Regions from separate parts of the Sus scrofa genome. Here region 2 is linked to region 1. A link is a contact called in public HiChIP or PLAC-seq data. All regions are on one chromosome and are shown on one strand. The core of a region is the stretch at or near the end of the contact, and the rest is flanking DNA. Distances in the headings are between cores, read along the strand shown. Region 1 overlaps OSR1 (protein odd-skipped-related 1). Region 2 overlaps OSR1 (protein odd-skipped-related 1).

The links. HiChIP or PLAC-seq counts read pairs in DNA pulled down with a chosen protein or histone mark.
Region 2: a contact with region 1 is called in an H3K27ac HiChIP or PLAC-seq map of alveolar macrophages. The contact joins two enhancer-like sites. A contact is called at or near these places in 2 of 47 Hi-C or Micro-C datasets (embryonic fibroblasts and fibroblasts) and 1 of 2 datasets of contacts at active chromatin or transcription factors (alveolar macrophages).

What each region holds. Positions count from the first base shown.
Region 1 is chr3:118,518,715-118,523,758 of Sscrofa11.1, reverse strand. All of the region lies in intron 4 of OSR1 (protein odd-skipped-related 1), which reads right to left. Among named protein-coding and RNA genes, the nearest start is that of OSR1, 150 kb to the right of the region's middle. Within about 2 kb of position 2,623, at least 14 of the 83 cell types and tissues checked have an H3K27ac peak or open chromatin away from gene starts, as enhancers often do. A contact at or near this core is called in alveolar macrophages and embryonic fibroblasts, where this site is marked.
Region 2 is chr3:118,584,815-118,589,858 of Sscrofa11.1, reverse strand. All of the region lies in intron 4 of OSR1 (protein odd-skipped-related 1), which reads right to left. Among named protein-coding and RNA genes, the nearest start is that of OSR1, 220 kb to the right of the region's middle. Within about 2 kb of position 3,133, at least 22 of the 83 cell types and tissues checked have an H3K27ac peak or open chromatin away from gene starts, as enhancers often do. A contact at or near this core is called in alveolar macrophages and embryonic fibroblasts, where this site is marked.

The DNA.
Region 1 (5,044 bases), core at 1,374-3,873:
TAATTCGAAAAGATACATGCACCCCAATGTTCATAACAGTGCTGTTTACAACAGCCAAAACATGGAAACAACCTAAATGTGTACATCAATGAATAGATAAAGAAGATGTGATATGTGTGTGTGTGTGTACATATGGAATATTACTCAATCAAAAAAAGAATGAAATTATGCCATTGCAGCAACATGGATGGACCTAGAGATTATCCTACTAAGTGAGGTAAGCCAGACAGACAAATACCACATATCACTTACAAGCAGAATCTAAAATACGAAACAAATGAACTTAAATACTAAACAGAAACAGACTCGCAGACATAGAAAGCACATTTTTGGTTACCAAGGGAAAGGGGTGGGGGGTAAATTAGGAGTTTGGGGTGAACAGATGCAAACTACTACATATAAAACAGATAAACAACAAAGTCTAACGTATAGCACAGGCAATTATATTCAATATCTCGTAATAAGCTGTAATGGAAAAGAGTATGAAAAAGAATACACATAGACGTGTGTGTGTATATAAATATATATGATTCAGTTATATGTACACAATTGAATCATTTTGCTGATACCAGAAACTAACACAACATTGTAAATCACCTATATTTCAATTTTAAAACATTTTTTAATAGAAATAGGAGTTCCCATCATGGCTCAGCGGTAACAAACCCGACTAGGATCCATGAGGACAAGGGTTCGATCCCAGGCCTAGCTCAGCGGGTTAAGGAGCTGTAGCGTAGCTGCAGACATGGCTCAGATCTGGCATTGCTGTGGCTGTGGGTAGGCCAGCAGCTGCAGCTCCAATTAGACCCCTAGCCTAGGAACTTCCACATGCTGTGGGTAGAGCCCTAAAAAGCAAAAAAAAAAAAAAAAAAAAATTTAGAATACATCATCACTGTCTTCAAAAAAAAAAAAAAAAAAAAACTTACGATTTTCATAGTAGAAACTAAGGGAATTCTAAGAGGTTAACTGAAAGGATCCAAGTAGCAAAACTACAATTTACAGATAGAAGGTACAGAAAGGCAGATACTGATTTGAAGAAAAATTTCCCAGCAATCACAACCGCCCAGAACTGAAGACAGCTGCCTCGTGCAGGAACAAGTTAGTTCCCTGTCACTGCCACTCTAGTTCTCTTAACAGACCACAGGAGTTTGGGGGCAGAAGAGGGGATCCCTGCACAACACAGAAAGGCTTGCATTTTATTGGGTTCTTAGTAAATTAGCCAGAGGCTGTGCTAAGCCTTTTACTACGTAGTGTTTTTATTCTAACCTCATGGAAAATCTGGGAAACAGGTGTCATTACCCCCACTTTATAAATAAGAAATCAGAAGCGCAGAGTGGTGAAATACTATGACCAGAGACACGCAGAAATGGTAAGCAAGAGTTTCCATCTCTGGATGCTGACTTCGTGCTTAACTCAGAGCATGACACTGTCACCAACTCTAAAAAGTCCATGATTCTGCATATGCCAAAATGCTGAAATGTGATAAGAAGCCTAAAAAGGGAAGAAATATCTTCAAGACCAAAGTGACTGAATATTTTTTTATTCCACATCATAAAGTACTGTTTGGAGTTACTTTTGGAGTTTGAGGCTTTTAATTTTCTGAAGACGTCCAGAAGGCGGGGTGCAAGTACCTCCCACCTTCTTCCCATAGGCTTCTTCCCCTTCCATTTCCTTCCTCCTTCTCACCTCCAAGTATCCAGAACTCTCACGCTGTCTGGGACAGAAGAGATCTCATGTATGCTGCAGCCATTCTGCTGTCACCTCTTCCCCAGGATGCTGCATTTTAAGAGAGGAGGCCAGAGAAAGTAGTGCTTAGCCCAGGAAGGATGAACTGCAGTAGTGGGCTTTCTGGCACGATGAGTAAGATCAGATACCCTGCCAGCACCCCTGTCCACACGACAGAGGGCACCACTGGGCTCCCTGGGGCAAAGCTGGTCCTGCTCTTAAGTAATACCAATGCATTTCCTTTCAGCAGTTATTTTCCTGGAAAATACACAGATTCGTTTACTCACACTTTGGAGAAAGATTTACAAGTCCTCTTTTGTAAAAAGAAGTCTGTTAAGTGCCTTGAGTAAGACAGATCATCCCTTCTTTGATCCTTGCAGAAACAGGAAGAGAGGTCCCAAGATTCTGACTCACTAGCCAATGCCCTGACCCTGAGCAACCCAGCCCGGTGCCGGTCCGAGAGTGAGCTGGCGCTCTTCCGTCTGCTCTCTCTGTTGCTTTTGACTTTACACACTCTGAGTCATCTCTGCAGATTCCACGCGACCAGCTGGGTGGCCAGCATCCAGCTCCGGGTCACTCACCTTGATGGATGAGTCCTCTTCAGCATCTGCTCCGGACACCTGTCTCTCCATCCCGAGGAGGGCCAGCAGGGACTCCATCCTCCCTTACCTGTCTTCGGCACTTGGTCCACGGGGGTGGCACCAGCAAAGCTTTCCTCTTCTGAGAATGGATCTGATTGTGTAACAGTATCCATTTACTTCTGAAAGCTTCCTCAGCTTTGTGTCATCTCCAAACAGATGAATAATTTTCATTTGTGCATTTCAATGAGCCTGGGAAACATTCAGGGTTCAGAGGTACAGCTAGAAATATTTCCAGAAAGATGAGTCAAACAGTGTCAGAGGTGACTGGGAAAGAGAAGAAAGGGTCCTGCCACGCCTCTCTCGCGAGCCAACAGTCCCGACGTGCACTCTGGGTCACTGTTTCCAGTGTGCAACTCCCTGGCTGCTGAAATGACATGTCCGACTCTTTGTTCTGGCTCCCACTTTCTCCTCCTTCTCTTCCTCCCACGTCTCTCTCCTCCAGTTTCCCACCTCCGTGCAGAACATTGCCTCATCCTCACTGATAACCCGCTAAGCCTGGCTGTTAGGAGATTCCCGTTCTGTAAGCGCTCAGAATCCCTACGTTTGCCAACAAGGTGATTGCCTTCTAAGTAAGAATGAACATCCCCTTCCCAAGAATGCCGCTGGGAAGACGTCCAGAGGGGGCCTTTCACCCTTCTTCACGGGGCTGGAAGGGTGCCTTAAAGGAATGCAAAATTTCCAAAATATCCAAGAATATTCCCAGTACACCTCTGATAACAAACCATCCTAGAGTGTAGTCCAAAAGGAAATGAAAGATTTGCCTGTGAAACATCTTTGGGATATCTTGAAGGTGTCAAAAATGGCAGAAAGATCTGATACTCATCAAAGCATTCATTTCACCAAATCCACAGACCCCAGGGCTTTAAAAACTGCAAGACTTAAGGCAAACGGTTCAGTTGACCTTGACTCCAAAGCTGTTGATGACGAGCAGGAGCAGAAGCCCCATCCAGACACAATCCTGTACGTGTAGCTCTAAAGAACAGTATTAGCCTAGGGTCACTGCTTTGCATAGTGTTGACCTGCATCTTCCAAGAGCTGTGCCAAAATTCAGTACTCTGAGTGTGAACAAACAGGAGCAACTACACTTGGAACAAGCTGGACAGGGTCACCTGTCTATGGGGAGCAGGGAAAGCTGGCTCTGGGATCCGGCCTGCTCTCTGCTCCTGGCACTACAGTAGGACACTTATGTGCAGCTTTTGCTCCTTGGCCTCCAAAGAGCTTCTGTCTGGAAGGCCAGATGAGCCACGTGACCAGAAGGCTCAGGCTTTGAAAGCCGAGATGCCCGAGCTCCTGCCACCTTAGCGGCCCCCACGCATTCCACCCTCCTTCCGTGCTCTCCTCCCACCAATGTGGCTGCTCTCTCCCAGCCCCGTCCCCTCCCTGAACTCCGTCTCTTCTGCCCAGCCCTTACCTTTTCATATTTTTCAAACTTCTCTTTGACCTGCTTACTCTTCACACTCCTCTTCCGTTCTCCTGGCTTCAACCCACACACCGAGTCAGCCTCCCAAATCCACAGCCCCAGCCAAGAGCTCTCTCGCCACTTCTCCTGTATTCCAGGATCCCTCGTACCCCACACATCTGATTTCCTGTTGTTTTAGCCCCTCTGTCGGAATCCTCCACTGGCCCTTCAGTCTCTGACCTGAAAGTTCTGCCTACTTGAGAAGGCAGTTCAGTGAGGTGAAACGTGCCATGGACCTTGATGGCAGGCAGGACTCAGGTCGTCCCTCTACCATTTAATGGCTGTGTGTCTCAGCTGTCTCCACTCTCAGTTCCCTCATCCAGACAATGAGACCAAAGCTGCAGAGCTGGTGTGAAGATTAAATAAGATAATGCGGAGTTCCTACTGTAGTGCAAGCGGATCGTGGCATCTCTGGCGCACTGGGATGCACGTTTGATCCCGGCCCAGCACACAGGGTTAAGGATCCAGCATTGCCACAGCTGTGCAGCTTGGATCTGATCCCTATGCCAGAAAATCCATACGCCGTGGGACAGCCAAAAAGGGGGGGGGGGAGAGAAAGCATTTAAGTATTCTGCAAAAAGCTGCGGTTATAACTGCCCATAAAAAGTGGTACTACTGCTACTATTACTACTAATGATTAATGGTGATAATAATACAATAGCTGGGGAGTTCCCATCGTGGCGCAGTGGAAACGAATTAAACTAGGAACCATGAGGTTGTGGGTTTGAACCCTGGCCTCACTCAGTGGGTTAAGGATCCGGCGTTGCCATGAGCTGTGGTATAGGTCGCAGACATGGCTCAGATCTGGCGTTGCTGTGGCTGTGGTGTAGCCCAGTGGCAACAGCTCCTATTGGACCCCTAGCCTGGGAACCTCCATATGCCGTGGGAATGGCCCTAAAAAGACAAAAGACCAATAATAATAATAATAATAATGCAATAGCTGGAGAAGCCACAACGATAACAATAGATAATAACTGAGATTGCCACGCCCCTCTGACAGCATCCTTCTGCCTCCAATCTGAGAAGGATGTGCACTGTTGGCCATCCTCAAATCCCCTGCATCCTCCTGCTCTTGTTCCACTCAGGCCCCTCTCCACCTCACGTGTGCTCTCATTATTACAGTAAATCTCTTTACCTACCTCCCAAAGAACGCAAATATGAGGCAGGAAATTCTAGTGGTGATCAAAAATATCGGATGTTCAATATACACAAACCTATT
Region 2 (5,044 bases), core at 1,884-4,383, 66 kb before region 1:
CAGGTCGCAGATGAGGCCTGGATCCACCATTGCTGTGGCTATTGTGTAGGGCAGCAGCTGTAGCCCCGATTTGACCCCTAGCCTGGGAACCTCCACATGCTGTGGGTGTGGCCCTAAAAAGACAAAAAAAAAAAAAATTGAAATGAAGGAAACAATTCCATTTACAATAGTATCAAAAAGAATAAAACACTCATGAATAAATTTAACCAAAGAGGTGCAAGACTTGTGCACTGTAAAAACCAAAACACTGGTGAAAGAAGTACACTTAAAAGACCTAAATAAATGGAAGGACATCCTGTGTTCATGGATGAAAAGACTTGATGCTGTTAAGATGACAATATTCTCCAAATCTACCCATAGATTCAATGCAACCTCTGCCAAAATTCCAATGACTTTTCGTGCAGAAATGGACAAGCTGATTCTAAAATTCACAGAAATTGCAAGATATGCAATTTCTGAATAGCCAAAATGATCTTGAAAAAAGAACGAAGTTATAGGAGTCACATTTTCTAATTTCAAAACTTACTATCAGGAGTTCCCATCGTGGCACAGTGGTTAACGAATCCGACTAGGAACCATGAGGTTGTGGGTTCGATCCCTGGCCTTGCTCAGTGGGTTAAGGATCTGGTGTTGCTGTGAGCTGTGCTGTAGGTCGAAGACACGGCTTGAATACAGAGTTGCCGTGGCTGTGCTGTAGACTGGCAGCAACAGTTCCGATTAGACCCCTAGCCTGGGAACCTCCATATGCCAAGGGAGCGGCCCTAGAAAAGGCAAAGAGTCAAAAAAAAAAAAAAAAAAAAAAAACTTACTATCAAGCTTTAGTTAAACGATGTGGTATCGGAATAAAAGTAAACATATAGTTCAACAGAATAGAATTGAGAGTTTGTAAGTAAACCCACATATCTATGGTTAATTGATTTTTGACAAGTGTAAAAAAAAATTCAGTGGGGAAAGTATAATGTCTTCAACTAATGGTGCTGGGACAACTGGCTATCCACATGAACGAGAATGAATTTGGATCACTATCTTACATTGTATGTAAAAAATTTATTAAAACTGAATAAAAGAAGTTCCCATCGTGACACAGCAGAAACGAATCTGACTGGGAACCATGAGGTTGCAGGTCTGATCCCTGGCCTTGCTCAGCGGGTCAAGGATCTGGCGTTGCTGTGAGCTGTGGTATAGGTCACAGACGCGGCTCAGATGCTGCATTGCTCTGGCTCTGGCGTGGGCCCGGTGGATACAGCTCCAATTAGACCCCTAGCCTAGGAACCTCCATATGCCACAAGTGCAGCCTTAAAAAGCAAAAAAAAAAAAAAAAAAAAGTGAATGAAAGGCCCAAATGTAACAGGTAAATTTATTAATTTCTTACAAGAATATATAGTTGTATATCTTCATGACTTGGATTAGACAATAGTTTCTTAAATAGAACACCAAAATCACAGGAAACAGAAAATAAAAGTTAACTGAGCTTAAATTTAAAACTTTTGTGCAAAAGACACTATCAAGAAAGTGAAAAGACTTCCCACAGAATGGAAGGAGATATTTGCCAATCATACATCCAATAAGGGTCTAGCATCCAGAATACATAAAGAACTCTTCCAATGGAACAACACAAAGAAAACAACCCAATCAAGAAAGGGTCAAATGGCTTGAATAGACATTTCCCTAAAGAAGATATAAAACTGACCAGCAAGAGAGTTCCCGTCGTGGCGCAGTGGTTAACGAATCCGACTAGGAACCATGAGGTTGCGGGTTCGGTCCCTGTCCTTGCTCAGTGGGTTAACGATGCGGCGTTGCCATGAGCTGTGGTGTAGGTTGCAGATGCGGCTCGGATCCAGCGTTGCTGTGGCTCTGGAGTAGGCCAGTGGCTACAGCTCTGATTCGACCCCTAGCCTGGGAACCTCCATATGCCGCGGGAGCGGCCCAAGAAATAGCAACAACAACAACAAAAAGACAAAAGACAAAAAAAAAAAAAAAAAAAAACTGACCAGCAAGAAAATGAAAAGATGCTCAACACAGTAGTCATTGGAGAAATGCAAATCAAAACCACAATGAGATGCCACTTTACACCCACTAGGATGGATCTAATAAAAAACAAAAACAAAAAACAGAAAGTAGCAAGTGTCTGTGAGAATGTGGAGAAACGGAGCCCATCACACATTGCTAGCGAGAAGGTAAAATGGTACAGCTGATCCGGAAATCCGCTTTGTGGTTCCTGAAAAAGTTAAACATAAAATTACTGTATGACCCGGAAATTCTACTCTGAGGTAACTCAAGAGAATTGAAAACAAACAAAAACTCAAACAAAAACCTGTACACAAGTGTTCAGAGCAGCCAAAAACTGGAAACAACCCCAATACCCATGAACTGATGAAATAAAATGGAGTATGCACGCACGTACGATGGAATATTATTCAACCATAAAAGGAAGTAAGTCCTATACCTGCTATATAACATTATGAGCTCTGGAAACATTTTGCTAAGTAAAAGCAGCCTGTCACAAAAGACTCCACAGTATATGATTTGTTGATATGAAACGTCTAGAATAGACAGATCTATAGGGACAGAAAGGAGATACATGGGTGGCCAGGGGCTCAGGGAGAGGAAAACAGAGAGTGAATGCTTGATTGGTACAGCGTTTCCTTTCAAGGGGACAGAAAATATTCTGGAATCAGGGGTAATGGTGCACACCACTGAATGTACCAAAAGCCACTGAACTGTACACTTTACAGTGGTGAAAATGGCATATTTTATAATCTCAATAAATGCTTTTTTAAAAGAAGCGCAAAGCAGTGGAACAAAAATCAGACAAAAGTGCTTTTTAGTCACTTTCTCACTTATCGTATTCAGCCTAGGTGGGGAAAGCTATGCTTTGATTGCACATCCAGACATGTGATGAGCTGGAGAAAACTAATTTCGGATTTCAGAGTTAGTTCTAGCTGTGATATTTAAGAGCTGATCACCCTGGGGGAGTCTCTTCATTTCTCTGGGCTCCAGTTACCTCAGATGACATCCTGGTGTCCACCTGCCCAATGTATGGGTGAGCCCTGGTCTGGATCCAAGGACCACATGGAGAGGCCATGAGTCAGTCGTGAGCCTGACTCATTACGAGATGGGTTAATGGTAAAGTGGGAGGAGAGGGGAAACGATCCAGTTTTTCTTAAGATTTCCCCTGAATTATCCTCATTTGTGGGCAAAACGCTCAAGCATGCTATTTTTAAAGGGTGACGATACTTGGTTAAAATGTCCTCAGAGGAAGGGGAGGTAAGGCCTGGGAGAAGTTCTGCCCAAACCACAGTGCCTCCAAACTCCAGCCACATCACCAGCAAACAGCCCTAATGAGCTCTGTCCTGGACGCTCCAAATTGAATTACATAATACATTTCCGTTTCATTTCATGAATCACGATTTAGGATACAATGTTCCTGGGTTGCAGCTGATATATTTCAGAGATTACCAAAGATTTCTAAAAGAAAAATCTATTTTATTAAATTCATATGTAAAATGTCTGTATGTCAGCCAACTTATTTATTTCAAATTTGGGATTTTCTTAAACGCCGTAGTTACAGCTCAATGTCAAGAGAGTTCCCGATAAACTCACTTAACGAACGGTAAGACTGCCGTGGCCCCTGGATTTTTCATTTCTTTTGACAGCCCGGTTCCTGGCTGCTGGCGGTAGGTTTGATTTCAGCTGCCCCTGTTGGAGTCCCTTTGTGGCTGAGAGTGAGAATGAGTGGTTAAAGCCTCAGAACGTGGACCAGGGGAAGTGAAACTCGTATGGAGAACTAGGGAACAGTGAGTCGAGCTCACGAGGACCCTAAGCCCCATATTCAGACATTAACTCCTTTGTGGATGGCAGTGCTGCTGGCATCCGTGGGGCTCACTCCCCTTTGCTGAGTACAGCCGAGAAGTGAGGACACGGGTTCTGGAAGCAGAAAGACACGGTCCAAATCCTAGCTCAGCCATTGTTAGCCCTGCAGCCTCGGAAAGGACACTTAATCTTTCTAAGCTTCAGTGTATTAAGCTGTAATTTGGGAATAATAATAATACATATGTCATAGAGTTGTTATAAGGACTAGTGACATGAGGTATGCAGAGCGATAAGCGCAGGGCCTGGCACGGAGCAAGCAGTCAATAAACATCAGTTGTGTGGTAGTGTTGTTTTTCTGCCTTAGGAGCGGCAACTTTGAATTACAAATTGAGCTCTGGCTCACTCAGCCTCGGCTGAGTCGCCACCCGTTCTCAAAACTTTTGATCAAGTTCGCTTTTGCCAAAGCTCGTGCTCTCTGAGATCTGACCTGCTGTCCATCATTAATTCCTGTCTTCGCTCGTCATTTATTTAATATTTACTATCTTCTGTGTGCCAGACAGAAAGTTAACCATTAGCGGAACAAAGGTGAGAGAAAGAAAACAGGGTTTCTTCCCTCCAGGTTCAGACTGGGGAGAAAGGGTCGGGATGAACACAAGCTGGTTTGGGAGGGGTGCCAACTGCCATGAAGTTGCGGCAGAGGCAGCGGGGAAGGCCACGTGCGAGGCCGGTGTTGGGTGAGCAGCGTCTTCCCTACCAGGCTGCGGTGCGGATGAAACGAGAGCCAGGGTGGAGATGGAAAAGGGCTACGAGTGGGGGAGACGGTCTGTTTGGGGAGATGGAGACTAATTACCCTGAAACACCCGAGAAGGGGGGCAGGGCACCATAGTTTCAAATGTCATGCCAACCACGGCAAGCCCATTTTACAGAAGAAGAAGTGGAGGCCCAGAGAGATGCTGTACCTGGTCCAAAATCCTACAGCTGGTAGTTAACGACAGGCACAATCAGCTAAAGCTAGCTGACTCCTTCCACAGGACCCTGCCCCACACACCCTCACTCCATCACACACTCTACACCGAAGGCCAAGGTGACTGGTATTGAGTAGAAATCCAAAGAGGCCTTCTGGTCTTCTCGACTAACCTACGTTGCACCCATCAGCATTGACCAGTCTATGGACGGTCTAACCCCAATTTCTTCTAAAGAAATAATGAACAGGTGATAAGTCACTTGAACA